Linked DNA regions of Mus musculus: regions 2, 3, 4 and 5 are each linked to region 1. The links are chromatin contacts, called in public ChIA-PET, Hi-C and HiChIP or PLAC-seq maps. All regions are on one chromosome and are shown on one strand. The core of a region is the stretch at or near the end of the contact, and the rest is flanking DNA. Distances in the headings are between cores, read along the strand shown. Region 1 holds the start of Sp8 (trans-acting transcription factor 8). Region 2 has its middle 76 kb from the start of Sp4. Region 3 has its middle 93 kb from the start of Gm25577. Region 4 holds the start of D230030E09Rik (Riken cDNA D230030E09 gene). Region 5 has its middle 34 kb from the start of D230030E09Rik.

Region 1 (2,849 bases), core at 105-2,604:
CCCCCGACACACCGAAGCTAGAGAGACTGGAACCCACTACGTTGCAGCTGCCGGAGGAGGAAGACGAGGAGCGTTTCCAAGGGTGGAAGCCTTTACCGAAGGAAGAAGAGCTGTCCGACAGGGAGGAGGGAGACGGGCTGGGGCTGCCGATCTTATTACAGGTAGCAGCAAGCATGGCCAGAGGAGTGGATCCCAACCTCGGTTCTTCCTGAGACCGGAGCAGAGAAGAAGGGTGGGGGAGGGGTAGTGGGCAAAGGGCCGGTGGGGGAGGGAGGAAAGAAATGTGTATTAGTCCCCTGGTAGCCTCCAGACGCCCCACTGCTCCCCATCTCTAGCTGCTGCACACTGCCACCAACTTACCCTGCACCCCCAGCTGCCCCGGCGCCCGGCTGCCTCCTACTCTACAGGAGGGGACAAGTTTGGCGGCGAGCGTCTGATTCTGGAGCAAAGCGCCACGCTAAAGAAGAGTTTAACAAGAATTCTCAACTAAGACGGCACTCTTGTGTTCACAAAGCCCTAGACGCTTTCGATCAAACGAACAGAAAGTCCAAATCCAGACTAGGGAGGGAGAAGTTTCCTTTTTACCTTACAACCTGGGGAAATTTCTGGATTGCGTTTAAGATCACTACACTGCAATCCCAAGAGAGCTTTGAAAACTCTTTTCAGATCCCCCTCAACCCATCCTTAGTTGCTTCTCCCCGGCTCTTCCATTACTCGCTCTTCCATTTTTTTCTTCTCTCTCTCTCTCTCTCTCTCTCTCTCTCTCTCTCTCTCTCTCTCTCCACCCCCTTCATCTCTCTCTCTCAATATATATCTCTCTATAATGGTAGAAATAAGACGAGCTCAACGTACCTGCAATACAAACCGGGCTGAGGAAAAATATTAAGGGGAAGGGGGAGAATCTGCAGTATGCCCAGGAGGGAAAAACTTACTCGCGTTCCCCTTCGAAATCGTCGAGTGTATTAGGGGCTATGCTCAGTTCTCCCGAGCAGGGAGCGGCCAGGCTCTGCGAGGTGGCGGGTCTCAATGCCCTACGAACCTTTCCTGTGCTGAAAAAAAAAAAAGTGGCTCTGCCTCCTCCCCCCCCCCTTTCTTTTTTCTAAACTCACTTGTATTTAGGGGGGTGGTGGTGGCTCTCAATAGAGAGACTGATAGCCCGTGGCCTGGCCGGGGCGACTTTAACCCCCTCCGATAGGCAATAAAAGGAAACTAATTAAACCAGCAAGAGAAGATCCTGAGACTCACCCCTAGAAGTGAAGTTGCCATCACACAGAAGCGCCCTCCTCCTCTCAGAGGATCTTTTTTATATTGATAAATCAGAGGCAGTGTTTTTTTTAGAGGTGTGCAATACAATGATCAGTTCCGCCCATTCCGCCACAATTGTAGCTCCCTCTCCGGCTTTGAAGTGCCGCGGAGGCGCGGCCAGCCAATCTGTGGCCTCGCCGGGCCGCGCGGCGCGCGCGCCGTGAGGTCATCGGCGCCGGCGGGAGTGTGGGGGTGCGAGTGTCGCAGAGTGTGCGTGTGCGCGCGCGTGAAAAATGATCGCGAGTGTGACCCACCTCGGAGAGAGCAGTGTAGAAAGCGGAGGGGTAACTGGGCAGGGTCGCAAAAACCGTGACCTAGCAAGGGCAGAGAGTGGTCGTACAACCACCGAGAGCGGGCCGAGTAACTACGTGTGTGACAAAAGGGGTCAGGGACAGAGCTGGAAAGTGTGTAAGGTAACTGAGTCCTTCTACCGTAGGGAGTCAGGAGCGACAGTACGTTCAATCCCGGGTGTGGAGAGGCGTGCACCCGTTTGGTGTAGGTGGAGAGTGGGTGCGCGCGATCGAGAGGGAAGACCGACGTGTGCGTGCGCGCGAGCACCAAAGCTAGGGGTAGGGAACCGAAACAATACAATAAAGTGTACGTGCCTAAGAGATTGGCGGTCTGGATAGAGAAACTGCGAAGTTGAGTGAGGCCAGTAAATAAACGCCCCAAGTCCTATCTTCAAGTTACTAACTTCCTCTGCCCTTTGAACATAAAAAAAGGAGTGACCCCCCCCCCCCAGCTTCCTGGACTCTTTCAGTATAGTTTTGAAGAAAATCTTGATACTTACCTTCCATTTCCTGATGTTTCGGTCAAATAGAAAGATTGGAAAGGGGGTAGTGATATGGTGCAAGTGTGCGCCTGCGCCTTTGAGTCCTTACTTAGATCTGGCCGCCCTTACCCTCTACCAGAGGTGGGATTCAAGCTTTGGAAGTGCACGTCCTGGAGGAGGTGTGTTTGCCCCTTGGCATGCAGTAAAATTACAAAAGGATTAGATGGAAAGAGGAGTAAGAGGGGGTGTGTTTTTCTCCCATTGGATGAGAAATTGAGGAGCATTTTACCCAGTTTATAAGTTTTCTCAGGTAACCCCACTGTGCCTTTCTGACAGAAAAATCAGAATGACTGAAATCTGTTGGTACTATTTATGTAAGAATGGAGGTGAGCTTTTCGGGCTGCATTTATAGGAGCATCTATGGTTTGAGCAAGCCATCTACCAGTGCGTTCGAGTCATCATGCGCATTTACTTCAAATTCTCTGCGTTTTAGTCACTTACTTGCTATTTTTATTATTAGTTGCCTTCAGAAATGTCATTACAATTCTGTGGTCACCACAACAGAAATTCTTAAGCCACAAAAAGGCCAGTACCAGTATGAAAGGAGAAAATCTAGTCCTTGGAGTCTTGTTGAATATTCATGCATTTTAAAACCACAATAATTCCTATTTTACCCTGTTAGGAAGACTCTCAGAAGTCTAATACTAAAGGGGAATTGATTAAAATGTGAGTAGATGACAGAACTGATGTGTTTTGACTTGGGAGACTTTTT
Region 2 (2,849 bases), core at 187-2,686, 470 kb after region 1:
GATGTTAGCCTCTGCTCCTCAGTTCTTTTTCTTAAAAGTAATTTCTCTTGGTCACTGGTTCTCAGAGCACAGCCCTGAGAGCAGGTTCACCAGCAGGACCTAGCAACCTATAGAAACACAAGCATTGAACCCAGTCTCCATGGCAGAGGGATAAAGTCTGGGATGACCCCAGACAATGGTGCATCTATGATGCCTATATCCTCCAGCGTTGGTGCTGTGTGTGGAACAGATGACCATGTATAAATGCAAAGACAGGACTGTTGACCTATGGTGTACCTTAAGTGACCATGTCACCTGAGTTCTTTCATTTCTCACCTTTACACAGTCCTTCCTCCATTCATCTGCAGATCCAATTCCTTTCTGTGTTTCTCTCTCTCTTTTCTTCCCCATCCCAAGGCAAAACAACAGTCTAACATGCTCACCCCTCCTAGGCCAATTATTGACAATGCAGTCCACATGCTGATGAAAGAACCAATTAGTGAAAATGCCTTTTTTTTTTCTTTTCACCGAACAGAAAAGCACTAACTGGCTATTTAAAGTCATGCGGGAACTGCCACACACAAAGCCCGATGATTTGGCTGAATTTTTCACTTTCCAATTGCTTATGTGGGTGCTGTGTAGACAAAACCCAAACTAATTACTCTGTAGGTCGCTGGCTTTCACCACAGCAACAGAATGTGGGAGTCATGGACAGAAGATGCAGCCAAATGGGGTCCCTGGGAAGAGGAAATAAGCCATGTTTCCCCTTAAATCTGGCCTGTATTTATTGTTAGTAAAAGCTCATAATGAAAATTGCTGCACTCAAGTGCTGACAGGCACATTCAAATGAACAGAGCCTCCGTACTTGGCACATGTGGACTTCACTCCATGGCACTTGTTTGTGTAACATTTCCATCATTTACCAGAACTTTGTTTTTCTAATCACTAGATTGATAGAAGTAAGTATGGAGTATCGGGGAGAAGGGCAAAGCTTAGAAACAAATACACAAGCCCGCATTTGTATCAATCCATTGGCTTAATTGATAATCAGTGTGTTTCTATTTGCTTTAAAACCAATTATTGTGATTTAGCTGAATCAAAGGGAACTCTCCCTTTAAAGCTTAATTTGAGATACTAGAAATAACTTTGAAAATGTCACAATTTCAATCAAATTTATTAGGCAGATTATATACTATCAAGTGTCAATTCTGTCTGGGCAATTGTCGGCGGGGGGGGGGGGTGGGGTGGGGTGGGGCGCTTCAAAAATACTGTCAGCAGAGAATTTGGCACCATGATCTGGGGGTAGTTCTCGAGTCTGTTCACACAGCTCTGGATTCTAGTGTCTTTGACATTGATGGGCTTACCATTCTTCATCTTCTTTCTCTTCAGTCTGTCTTTCAACTCTGCGAAGCGGCACTGAGGCTTCCTCTGAGAAGTCAGCGGTTGTACTTCCTGTGCCCGTCTCGGTATCAGAGAGTGTTTCAAGGCTCAGCGGCCCAGGCCTGCCCTGTGGCTCTCCTACAGGAAGCTGCTTCTGACTTTGAAGACACGCACAAGCATGGGTGCTTCCTAAACAGGGGCGCATGCTGACGGTCCTGGCTGGGCTGGTGATGGATTTTTTTGGTTTTCTTTTCTTTCTCCTTTTGTTGTTATCATCATCTAATTTTTTCCCTAAGGGTAGGCATTTTTTCCAAGGACTGCTGTTACTCCATTTGAAAAGAGAGAAAACTCTCTCAGAGAGCTCAGACTCCTTCCACAAGCACAGGAAGACAGCTGTTGTTATCTTTAGGCCAGACTTGACTCACTAGAGAGCCCCGCTGTTCTGCAGGGTAGAGCGTCCTGAAGGGTACTGCTCTTCAAGGCAGAGCTTGCAAACTAAAGATGAATTTGCTGATGACATTGGCAACCCAAAAGGCTCTAAAGCACTGCAGAGCTCTTCCTGTGGAGGAGGAGGGTGGGGAAGCCATCAGAGCTTCTTCCAGGAACCACCCTGTCAGATGCTCAGTGCAGTGCAGTCTGAATCATGCTTGGTGGTTCCAGCACCTACTGAGCAACCTCAAACAAACAACTTGGCCTTTCTCACCTCAGCCTCCTATTAGGCAAAGTGACTGTATTAGGTAATACTGATTTTGCACCTTTGTCAAGGATGTTACTAACCACAGAGCTTTCCACTCCCAGCTTGAGCTTTGGGGAATTTCTAAAAACATCAAATGGACTCTGATGCTTCTTTCGCTTTGATGGCCCCCTGCCTCCGTAAGCAGGTTTTCATTGCTCACGTGCAATAGAAAACAATCTGATTTGCCATATCAATATTTAAAGTTAATGAACTTATAATATTCAGTCTGTAATATGGCTGGTTCGCATAAGGATTAAAGTCCATATCGAATCTGAATTTCTCACTAAGGACTGTAGTCAGCTGAAGATGTTTCCCATCAAGGTGAGTATACTACTGTCTAAGCTGTGGTCTTGGTTTTCTTTTCTCACCACTGAAACAAAAGCAACTTAAAGAAGAAAGGCTCTAGCAGAACCTCAAAGGTAGCAGAGAATACATCCAGCAACAGATGGAAGCAGATACAGAGTACCACAGTCAAACATTACGCTGAGACCTGGGAGTCCTATGGAGGGGTGGGGAAGAAGGATTGGAGGAACCAGAGGGGTCAGACACATCACAAGAACATGGCCCAATCAACTAAGTGGGACTCATGGGGACTCACAGAGATCAGGGAGCCTATAGGGGGTCTGACCTAGATCCTCTACATATATGTTTGGGTGAGTAACTTGATGTCCTCTTGAGAATCTTAACAGTGGGAACAGGGACTGTCCCTGACTCTTTTGTCTCCTCCTGGGACCCTTTTCTTCCTACTGGGTTG
Region 3 (2,849 bases), core at 190-2,689, 440 kb after region 1:
CCCAGGAGAGCCAACCCTGTACCTTCCTTGCCCAGACAGCACTGGCCCTGGTGGTGGGGGTGAGCTGGGCACCTGAGGACATGAGAGAGGGAGAACTGGCCCCATCCCTTGCTTAGGCAGTGTTGAAGACCCATCTCAGCCCTTTACCTGGGCAAAGCAGGAGAGCTGGCCATGGTTGCATGCTAACCAACTCAGCTACCATCCAGACTCAGATCCAGGGCTTTGAGTTGGCCCACCCCAACATTTACCCCATCTATGAGCAGCTAAAGCTTGTGAAGGGGCCTGTCCTATATATTCAAAGCTGTAGGATCTCCATGACACAATGCAAAAACAGGATGCCCAAGAGGAGTCCCACTGAGCATTTAGGATTGATGGTGTAGCAGAAGCCAGAGAAACAGACCAATGTCTCATTGCAATGAACATTTGCAATTAAAGCTGTTTGAGCAAAAGGGTATATTGTGAGACACACTGCAGTTTCCACGGTGACATTTTAAATTTTTATTTATTTTTAATTTTTGTTTTCTTTTAGGGGGAAGGTTTTAAGGCTAGAGGGCAGATATGGAGGAACAGGAAGATGGAGAGGTCCCAGTGGCCTGCATCAACACTGCTCAGGTTCAGACGTGATTTGGTCTCACTAACCTGGTGGTGATTGTCTGATCTGACTTGTCAGTGGAAACAAGTCTGGCCAACATAGCTTCCAGACACAGCTGCATTGTAAGAATCCTCCACTGGCTGGTGCCAGATTCTGTATGACTGAGGAGACTGAGCAGGAAAAATACTGATGACAAAAGGCTTCCTTTTTCCTGCCATTACAAAATCTGAGTTGCCTATTTCATCTACCCTGATTTGAGCCATGCATGCTGGGCAAAGAATGAGAGCCAGTGAGCAACTGCATGAAAGGCTGATTCACAGCCACAGGACTTTGCTCAATTATAATTACCAATATTGTTTTGGCAGCTTTGGGGAGCTGTGTGCCATGGGCTTGTGCTCAGATATATATTCTGACCTTCATGTCAGTTTAAAGCCAGCAATCACTGGACATTCAGCTTTAGAAAAGCAATAAACACATTCCTTGCTTCCGTTGGTTTCCTCCTCTAACACTGTAAACCTAGGAGGAAGGTAGTTCTGCATGAACAGATTTCTGCATGAAAAACAAGTAAGGGTAAAAGAGGAAGCTAGGTTGGTCAGGGTCCAGGTGTCGGCTTCCTAAGATGCCATGACAAAGCCCCTGACAGCTGTGATCTATCATGCCAAGTCCTGAGAAAAATCAAGGCATCAGCAGGCTATGCGTCTCTGAGGCTTATCTGGGAATTCTTCTTTGCCTCTTTCTACTTCCCGGTAACTGCCCTAGTTGCTACAGACATCTGGTAAGAGGAACTCAGTCAGTGAGTTGTCGCTATCACCTTGTCCTGTGGGCGTATCTGCTGGAGTATTTTCTTGACTAATGAGTGATGCTGGAGAGTCTAGCCCACTGTGGGTGGTGCTGCCTCCATTCTGAGTCGTATAGGAAAGCAGATTGAGCAAACCATGGCCCCTGAGCAGCATTCTTCTGTGTTCTCAGCTTCAGTTCCTGCCTCCAGGTTTATACCTGACATTCCTGCCTTGGCTGTACTTGATAAAGAAATGTAAGTTGAAGTCAAATTAACCCTTTGTCCCCCCAAAGTTGTGTTTTATCAATAGTAACAGAAACCAAACTAGAACATCAGCCCCAGGTGGTCCTTGGTTTGAACATAGATGTATCACTCCTTCGAATCAGTCTTCTCAGGGCACCGTTATTTGTTGTCTCTGTTTGTATGACACGCTTACTTTTTTTTTTTTTTTTTTTTTTAAGATAGGAGTCATGTTGGATCAGTAACACGGCTTACTCTGGTCGACCTCGACCTGACTGATTACACCTGCATTTATTTTGATTCTCAAGGTTCTATTCTGAGGTTTTAAGAAACTATGTGAAAAGCGAACAGAAGCGTAGACTTCTCATAACAAATATTAAGTACTAACGCTAAAATGTGTTAGGAAGAAGTGAATCATTATTATGGGGTCATTGAATACCAGTCCTGCTAGAGGAAACTGAGAAGAGCTCACAAATATAAGCCAAGACTGAGCTGAGACATTCAAAAGCTTGTCCTCATTCTACTCAAGACCTATAAGGAGAGCAAAAGAGAAGAAGCTTGGGGAGTTTTAACACAATTCTATTAAACCAATGGCTAACCACTGAGTTACACAGACACAGTTGTACCTTCTAGAAAGACAGGCAAAAACTGAAACCCTAAAATTATATAAAGAGAGGAAATATGAAATAAATACCCTCTGTGGTTTGCTAAAAGTAACCACAGCTCCCCCAAGACAAGCAAAACATATCATAGCTTATCTGATATGCCCACACTTGCAATCTAAATTACTTTAAGAACTGCAAAGAAATACAAGAGCTGAAAAATGCAACTAAGGGAAATAAAGAATTTACTAGATAAGTTGGACAGCAACTTGAGAAGGTAAAAGGAAGAATGATGGAGTTGGAGTTGCAGCCACAGAAGGGTCATCCCACCCAAGGACACACCAAAACCCAGCAGTGTCAGAAGCAAGTCTACAGAAACAAACAGCTGAATTGTGTGTCACAAGAGTCCCAGCAAGACTGGTGAGAAAAGGGTAGAAATATATTTGAAGATATAGTGCCTGGGAATTCCTCAATTTGATCAAAAGCTCTAACCTACAAAGCCTAGAACCTAGAAGAATCACAGAGAAGTTTGTTATGGTCAAACTGCTGAAACTCAGAAATAATCTCGAAAATAAGAAAAAAGTGATACAATGCTGTCAAAAACTAGATTTGACATGATAGGTTTAACTGAGGCAGG
Region 4 (2,849 bases), core at 139-2,638, 320 kb after region 1:
AGGAGGGGTCCTTCTTTCCAGGTTGGACTCTTGAGTGCTGCCCTATCTTGTAAGTGCTGTCTCTCTCAGCCCATTAGTGAGCAGCAAGGCCAAGAAAAGGGCAAGAGGTGATGTTTAATTTTTCTTGGTCTAGTAGCACAGTCAGGGAAAGAGCAGCCCCCTTCCCAAGGTGCTGTGGCTTTTAACTGTGATGTCTAACTAACATTCTTGAGAATGAAAACTCACTCTTGAAACCTTCAGAAGTTAGAAAATGGAGATGGGAAAAGGGAATGAATTTAAGTTATTAATTTGAAAGCTAATTTTACGACGTAAAGACGATTGCCATGAACTCATATGAAGAACAAAAGAAAAATTACTGCCAAATAGCATCACATTTTGCAACTTTAAAATTATTTCAGTGTGCCATTTCTCTCACACACACACACACACACACACACACACACACACACAATGTTCTGGAACAGGTTTGCTGCAAGAAAATTACTTATATATTCCAATTAGAAGAACAAAAAACATTCCTCTTCAACATTTTTCCCCAAGAAAAATGAGAGTAACCGACAATAGGTCCAAAATCATTCTTTTTTTTTTTTCTTTTTTTTTTTTCCCACACCGGAGAAGGCTGGCTAGCACAACCTGCCACTTCCCTGATTCCGTGGATGCTCTTAGAAGACTGCTATTTACCAAACTTTCCTCAATGGGTGAGCTATTTCATTAGCTAAGCACAATTTGTAGATCCCAATCTTTCACCTGGAGAGGAAGAATGGCGAGAGGGGAGCGAGGGGCGGGGGCTGCAGGGTAGCCCCAGGGCAGCCGGGCGGGGTGCTTGCTTTATTCCCCCTCTCCTTCTCAGTCCCAGCGAGTATCACTGAAGTGTGACAAGCCACCGCCACAGGAGGATGGCTGGGAACCACCCCGACCAAGCCCGGTTTCTTTTGAGCCCAAAGAGATCAAGGGGTTTGGTGTTTACTCGTTGGAGAATGCCCTCCCATTCCCACCACAACAGACCACCTTTCCAAGTAGTTAAAAAACAAAAAAAAACAACAACAACAACCACAAAACAATCCAGAACCTCCTGCTGCAGGGAGCCCTGAGGTTTTACCTGTCTTTAATTTATGCAGCATTTTTTGCAATTGTGCCACCTCGGCAGGTGTGACCGCGCTTTCGCAGAGCCTCGGCGCTATTTTACCTGCTTGAATCTGTCAAAAACCCATTTGTATGCGCCCGGCTAATGTGCTAGAAATAAAAGCCCCGACCTGTCAGGCAAACTCGCTGCACCTGTTTCAAGCAGTTAAATTGTCCCATCTGCCACTAGCCCGGGAGATCAAAGGCCCTACCCAGGAGGGGGCCTGGAACCCCGGCGAGGATGGGGCTCCTGGGCCCAGGGTTTAAGAGGATGGCGAGGAGCCCCGCAGAGAGGGTGCGGGCGCCGGCTACCTGAAGGAGCCTTTGTTCGGCCCGGGCGCCGAGAGCGCATTCTTTCACACCAGGAACGGCGGGAGAAGACGTTCATTCAGTCCGCTTTTTTGGTGACGTAGTTGGGGCATTCATGTGTTTTTAACCTTGAATAATTTTTGTCTCTAAGCTCCAAACAAGCCTTATCCTGTCCACAGGTCAGTTTTGTTACAGAGGCCAATTAGCAGTGCTACCTTTGCCTGGGGCAACAAGCCAAGTGGTGCAGGCAGTGGCGGGGTAGGCCCTAGGAGAGGCGAGGAGGAACTCCGGAGAGCTGTAATTTGAAAGGGGGGCCTTTGAAGCATTTACCTTACATGGGACGCCATTGTCACTGCAGGGTGTTTGATCTTAAAATAATTTACTTAATGATCTCACCATGGGAGCAATTGGCAGAGTGAGATTAGGCTGGAAGGCCTAATGGACATGGGAAAAGTTAAAATTGCTCAGGGGGAAGGTATGTACAGACTGAGATCCGACGGTGTGGTGTGTTCATTACTCCCAGGGGCGCAAAGCCCGGCCATGGCCGGTAGCAATCCACAGCTTATCTAAGAAAAGCAGAGGCGGCCTCTCCCGGGATGGCAGGGTTGGTGGGAATCCAACGCTCTTGCTGCCCTGCGCTGCACACCGGAGCTGGGAATCAAATCAGGCTTGGATACAGATGAGAAGGTGCAGTTCTGTCCCTTGTCGGTGGAAGCAAGGTGATTGATTGTTATTCTGGCCCAGGCAGCTTTGTCCTCCAGAAAGGAAATGTTTTAACCGAGCATATTTGTAACTCATGGACTATTTCTTACATTCCTGCCAATGAGGCTTCTGCAGTCACCTGGAAAACACAGGCAAGGTTGGATGCTATCTCAAGACAAAAGAACTGCATGGTCTGAATCTTCTCAAATTTCAGGCTTCCTTGACTGTTCAACGTGTTTTTTATTTTAGTTGCCATGGCCTCTTGAGAAAAGCATCTTATTACTCTCAATTATGGAATCAAAATGGATTAGTAGTCTAAGAATTGTCATTCCTATTTGTGCATTTGATGCTCCAACCTAGAACGGGGCACAGGCTAGGTACAGTTAGTAAGTGTGGAATTCCTGCAATGCAGGTTCTTAGGAAAGCAAAGCATCATGGTGGCACGTTCTTTCTGGAGAGCAAAGCATAAAAGGGATGGTTCTAAATATATATTTACAGATCAGGGAACATTAGTCTGATTCTTCAAGGCCTCGAGGTTTTTTTTGGCGGTGTGATAAGAAGACAGTGAAATTAAACATTAGCTTGTGTTGATGCAACTCAAGTAACTGAGCACCAATCTCAGTTTGCTTGTGCAAAGATATGGCCCACAAGCCTTAGGAGCCTGTTTCAGGTTCATCCATTGAGATACACCTGGGAGTCTTCAGCTATTAAAGCAG
Region 5 (2,849 bases), core at 240-2,739, 280 kb after region 1:
CAAATCATCTTACTGTTAGCCAAGTAGCTCTCACACATCAAGCCAGGGCAAGCTCATTTGCTTTATTTTAAAGTGGAATATTTGTTTTGGGTAATGGATTATTAAATAGATATGTATCATTTATTTCTGAACATTGTTTTATTATTGAGTATGATTCATAGCACATCAACAGCCACTGAAAATGCATTTGCTCTCCTTTGAAGGCTGCTCATTTTGTTATGAATGGCTTGTTGAGCGGGAGAAGCCAGCTGTAGCAGACCTGCTTTCTCAGAGCTGTAATATTTTATAAGAGCTGCCTTATAAAGATTTTGTAAATTACTCATAAATCTCTTCTTGGAGTTCTGGTAGTATTCCAGTCCTCTGTGGCCATTCTGGGTAATGTGCTCATGAAAGGGACTCTTAAAGATGGCCTTCTTCGCATTAAGTGTTTGTGCATAGGAGACTATGGTCTGTCCTTTGAAATGCCAGTATAATTAGGCTTTGCTGCTGTTAGGATTTGGGTGTTGTGAGGGAGGTACCACGGCTGAAAATGTAAAGAAAATCCCCAGTTAATTTCTAACTTTTAGAGAATGTGTGTTTTGTATTCAGATAAACTGTGTGCATATATACAAAAATTAACAGAAATAAGTGTGGAATTCAACCTGGAAAACAATTACTCTGATTGTTAAAAATATATATATTTACTGTATCATTTGTACTTTAGTGTCTATCTAGATGAAAAACACGGGTTCTTGGCTACCGTATAATACTGTCAGGTTTTTCATTTAGGGAAGGGCAAACACAGCCAAGTTCTGAAGGTCTACATCAAGGATACTGACATAATTTTCAAAGTCACCCGTAATGCTGTGGAACCTCCCCTCTCCATAAAACCCCAGGGGTTGACACTGGCACTTCTGTCCCTAATCTATCCCATGCATAACAATGTTGCAGCCAGCCTTCCTGGGGATTTGCAAGTACAGAGCAGAAGTGGGTTTTGCAAATGAGGTGGGGGTGATGTAATTTATTGCTGATACTGTTTCACCTGCATTTAGTTCCACTGACATGGCAAACCCTGCGGCCAATTGTCCTTATTATAGCCACTGTGTATTTCTCCCCGGTACACTTGCACAGGGGGAAGATGTGAGCATGGAGCGCACTTAACTGCCAAGCTGAATGGCTCTGTAATGTAGCTTCAGTGTGGCATAAATTAAGCTGTCATTTTTTTGGCAGCAAGTGCAGAGAGGCGATTTTCCTGTACTGTAACATTTGAAACAACAATTTTCTGGCTCCAGTACTGACTGACAGTTCTGTGTGATACATTCTCAACGTGGAGTGTGCTTCAGGCTGCAGCTGGAAACAGCCTCTGGGGCAAGGTATTGTCTCTATTAGCAAATCCTGGCTGTGGTTGCCCTAGCACACACATTTTCCCCGACTCCTGAAGCTGCCACTCAGCAAAAGAAGGCTGCCACCAAGCCAGGCAAAATAGCTCTGGGTGTCTGTCAGCCTTAGCAAAGATGTGGAGCTAACATCACTATGCAAAACAGCCTTTGATCATGACAATCAGATTGTGTGTTCTAGGTGCTGACTCTATCTCTACTGAGCCTTTCTGCAAAGTGGAAGCTTTTCCTGAGGTGGGCCAAGAGTTTGTGGATCGGAAACACTGAGGGGTCCTACCAGGGACTTCCTAAAGGGGACTGGCAGACCTCATACCACTCAGTTCCCCGTGCAGAAAACTAGCTCCACAGAAACAGAATGTTAATAAAGGTAATGAGGGGGTCAACAGGAGGGTGTTTGGAAGGGGCACAGCAAACAGCTCTTTCTTTAAATGTCTTCTTGTCCCTCCTTCCATTCTCCCACCCTCGGAAGGTGACTATAAAGCAATAACAGAACCACTTGCCAACTGCCTTGAATACATAGAAAGGGCAGAAAAGGTTACCTTGAAAGCCGTCAAAAGAGTAACATTGTAATCACATCATTGCAGCAGGGAGAAATAAGTTATGTTAACCCTGAACTTGCATCCAGACTACTGCTGGTGTCCTGGTACAAATCACTGCTCCTCACACTAAAGCCAAAGCTGTAACCAATTCATGCTTAGACAACATCATTGCCTTATCCTGTTCCAGAACCTGCTGAGGTCATATTTCCAAGGCTTTACCAGGAATAATGGATGACTTACTTCCCTGGATTGGTAGAGTCAAGCTGTTTGGTGAGTAGCTTGTCTTCAGTCAGCAGGCTTTCTCTTGCATAGAATTAAAGTTTTCCTTATGTTACTCAGATTGGGTCTGGTGCTTTATGAGGAAAATTCAACCAATTGTCATAAGCATTCTCATCAAATTACATATGGAAGCTGGCTGCTCTCAAGGTCAGATATCTTGACTTCTATTACATTTCCTGTTATTCTGAGAAGCCTTCATTTACTTGTCCTAACAGTTAATACTTGTTATGTATCAGTATATCAGTTAAAAATGTATTGCTGATTGATAGGTTCACCGCTTACAATGAAAGGCACACCCTCCCCCACATCCTTTCTAAGGCCATATAAGTGTAGCAGCCATGCCTCTTACTACATCCAGCCACAGTTACTATTTTCTTCATGGTTGATTCCAGTGGCTCTCTCCACAGGAAAGGCCACCTCATCCCTTTTCTTTCTGATAATTCTCAGCTCAGATAGATATATTCTTTGACCAAATCTAGGCACTAAATTGGGGTTAGGCATCTTTGCTCTCACTTAAGAATCATGTGTGTATAGCTATTTAGGTTTTGTTTCTTGTTTCTAATGACACATTTTAGACTTTTATTATAGCTAGAAACTGTACTTTTCTCTGTCCTGCCACAATACATGGTTGATGGGTATTTAACACATCCTTAAC

What was found. Hi-C and Micro-C count contacts between places; a contact is called where the count stands out from the background. ChIA-PET counts read pairs in DNA pulled down with a chosen protein or histone mark. HiChIP or PLAC-seq counts read pairs in DNA pulled down with a chosen protein or histone mark.
Region 2: a contact with region 1 is called in an RNA polymerase II ChIA-PET map of memory CD8 T cells, with 32 read pairs. The contact joins the enhancer-like site here to the promoter of Sp8 in region 1. A contact is called at or near these places in 7 of 39 promoter capture datasets (the 3T3-L1 cell line, 3T3-L1-derived adipocytes, embryonic stem cells and 2 more), 6 of 115 datasets of contacts at active chromatin or transcription factors (embryonic stem cells, memory CD8 T cells, pancreatic cancer cells and 1 more) and 1 of 9 other capture datasets (embryonic stem cells).
Region 3: a contact with region 1 is called in an RNA polymerase II ChIA-PET map of memory CD8 T cells, with 14 read pairs. The contact joins the enhancer-like site here to the promoter of Sp8 in region 1. A contact is called at or near these places in 3 of 39 promoter capture datasets (the 3T3-L1 cell line, 3T3-L1-derived adipocytes and embryonic stem cells), 7 of 115 datasets of contacts at active chromatin or transcription factors (embryonic hindbrain, embryonic midbrain, embryonic stem cells and 4 more) and 3 of 9 other capture datasets (adipose tissue, embryonic stem cells and macrophages).
Region 4: an H3K4me3 HiChIP or PLAC-seq map of embryonic forebrain shows a contact between it and region 1, with 7 times the contacts expected there. The contact joins the promoter of D230030E09Rik here to the promoter of Sp8 in region 1. A contact is called at or near these places in 14 of 39 promoter capture datasets (the 3T3-L1 cell line, 3T3-L1-derived adipocytes, embryonic stem cells and 5 more), 4 of 15 datasets of contacts at CTCF or cohesin (the NIH/3T3 cell line, embryonic stem cells, pro-B cells and 1 more), 36 of 484 Hi-C or Micro-C datasets (differentiating embryonic stem cells, embryonic cerebral cortex, embryonic stem cells and 4 more), 25 of 115 datasets of contacts at active chromatin or transcription factors (bone marrow-derived macrophages, craniofacial prominence, differentiating embryonic stem cells and 11 more) and 4 of 9 other capture datasets (embryonic stem cells, embryonic trunk, liver and 1 more).
Region 5: a Hi-C map of cortical neurons shows a contact between it and region 1, with 2.0 times the contacts expected there. The contact joins the enhancer-like site here to the promoter of Sp8 in region 1. A contact is called at or near these places in 11 of 39 promoter capture datasets (the 3T3-L1 cell line, 3T3-L1-derived adipocytes, Sertoli cells and 5 more), 1 of 15 datasets of contacts at CTCF or cohesin (the NIH/3T3 cell line), 11 of 484 Hi-C or Micro-C datasets (the 3T3-L1 cell line, the C2C12 cell line, LSK cells and 6 more), 15 of 115 datasets of contacts at active chromatin or transcription factors (bone marrow-derived macrophages, differentiating embryonic stem cells, embryonic basal ganglia and 8 more) and 3 of 9 other capture datasets (embryonic trunk, macrophages and pancreatic islet).

The regions. Positions count from the first base shown.
Region 1 is chr12:118,845,738-118,848,586 of GRCm38.p6, reverse strand. Sp8 (trans-acting transcription factor 8) reads right to left here and starts at 1,354. Exons shown (of 2, transcript NM_001379379.1): 1 at 1,246-1,354; 2 at 1-208. The coding sequence starts at 1,266.
Region 2 is chr12:118,375,913-118,378,761 of GRCm38.p6, reverse strand. No RefSeq gene overlaps it. Among named protein-coding and RNA genes, the nearest start is that of Sp4, 76 kb to the right of the region's middle. Within about 2 kb of position 1,436, at least 72 of the 459 cell types and tissues checked have an H3K27ac peak or open chromatin away from gene starts, as enhancers often do. A contact at or near this core is called in memory CD8 T cells, where this site is marked.
Region 3 is chr12:118,410,556-118,413,404 of GRCm38.p6, reverse strand. No RefSeq gene overlaps it. Among named protein-coding and RNA genes, the nearest start is that of Gm25577, 93 kb to the left of the region's middle. Within about 2 kb of position 1,439, at least 24 of the 459 cell types and tissues checked have an H3K27ac peak or open chromatin away from gene starts, as enhancers often do. A contact at or near this core is called in memory CD8 T cells, where this site is marked.
Region 4 is chr12:118,528,732-118,531,580 of GRCm38.p6, reverse strand. It overlaps D230030E09Rik (Riken cDNA D230030E09 gene), which reads left to right and starts at 1,388. Exons shown (of 4, transcript NR_045947.1): 1 at 1,388-1,610; 2 at 1,955-2,150.
Region 5 is chr12:118,562,976-118,565,824 of GRCm38.p6, reverse strand. No RefSeq gene overlaps it. Among named protein-coding and RNA genes, the nearest start is that of D230030E09Rik, 34 kb to the right of the region's middle. Within about 2 kb of position 1,489, at least 23 of the 459 cell types and tissues checked have an H3K27ac peak or open chromatin away from gene starts, as enhancers often do. A contact at or near this core is called in Sertoli cells, cortical neurons and embryonic basal ganglia, where this site is marked.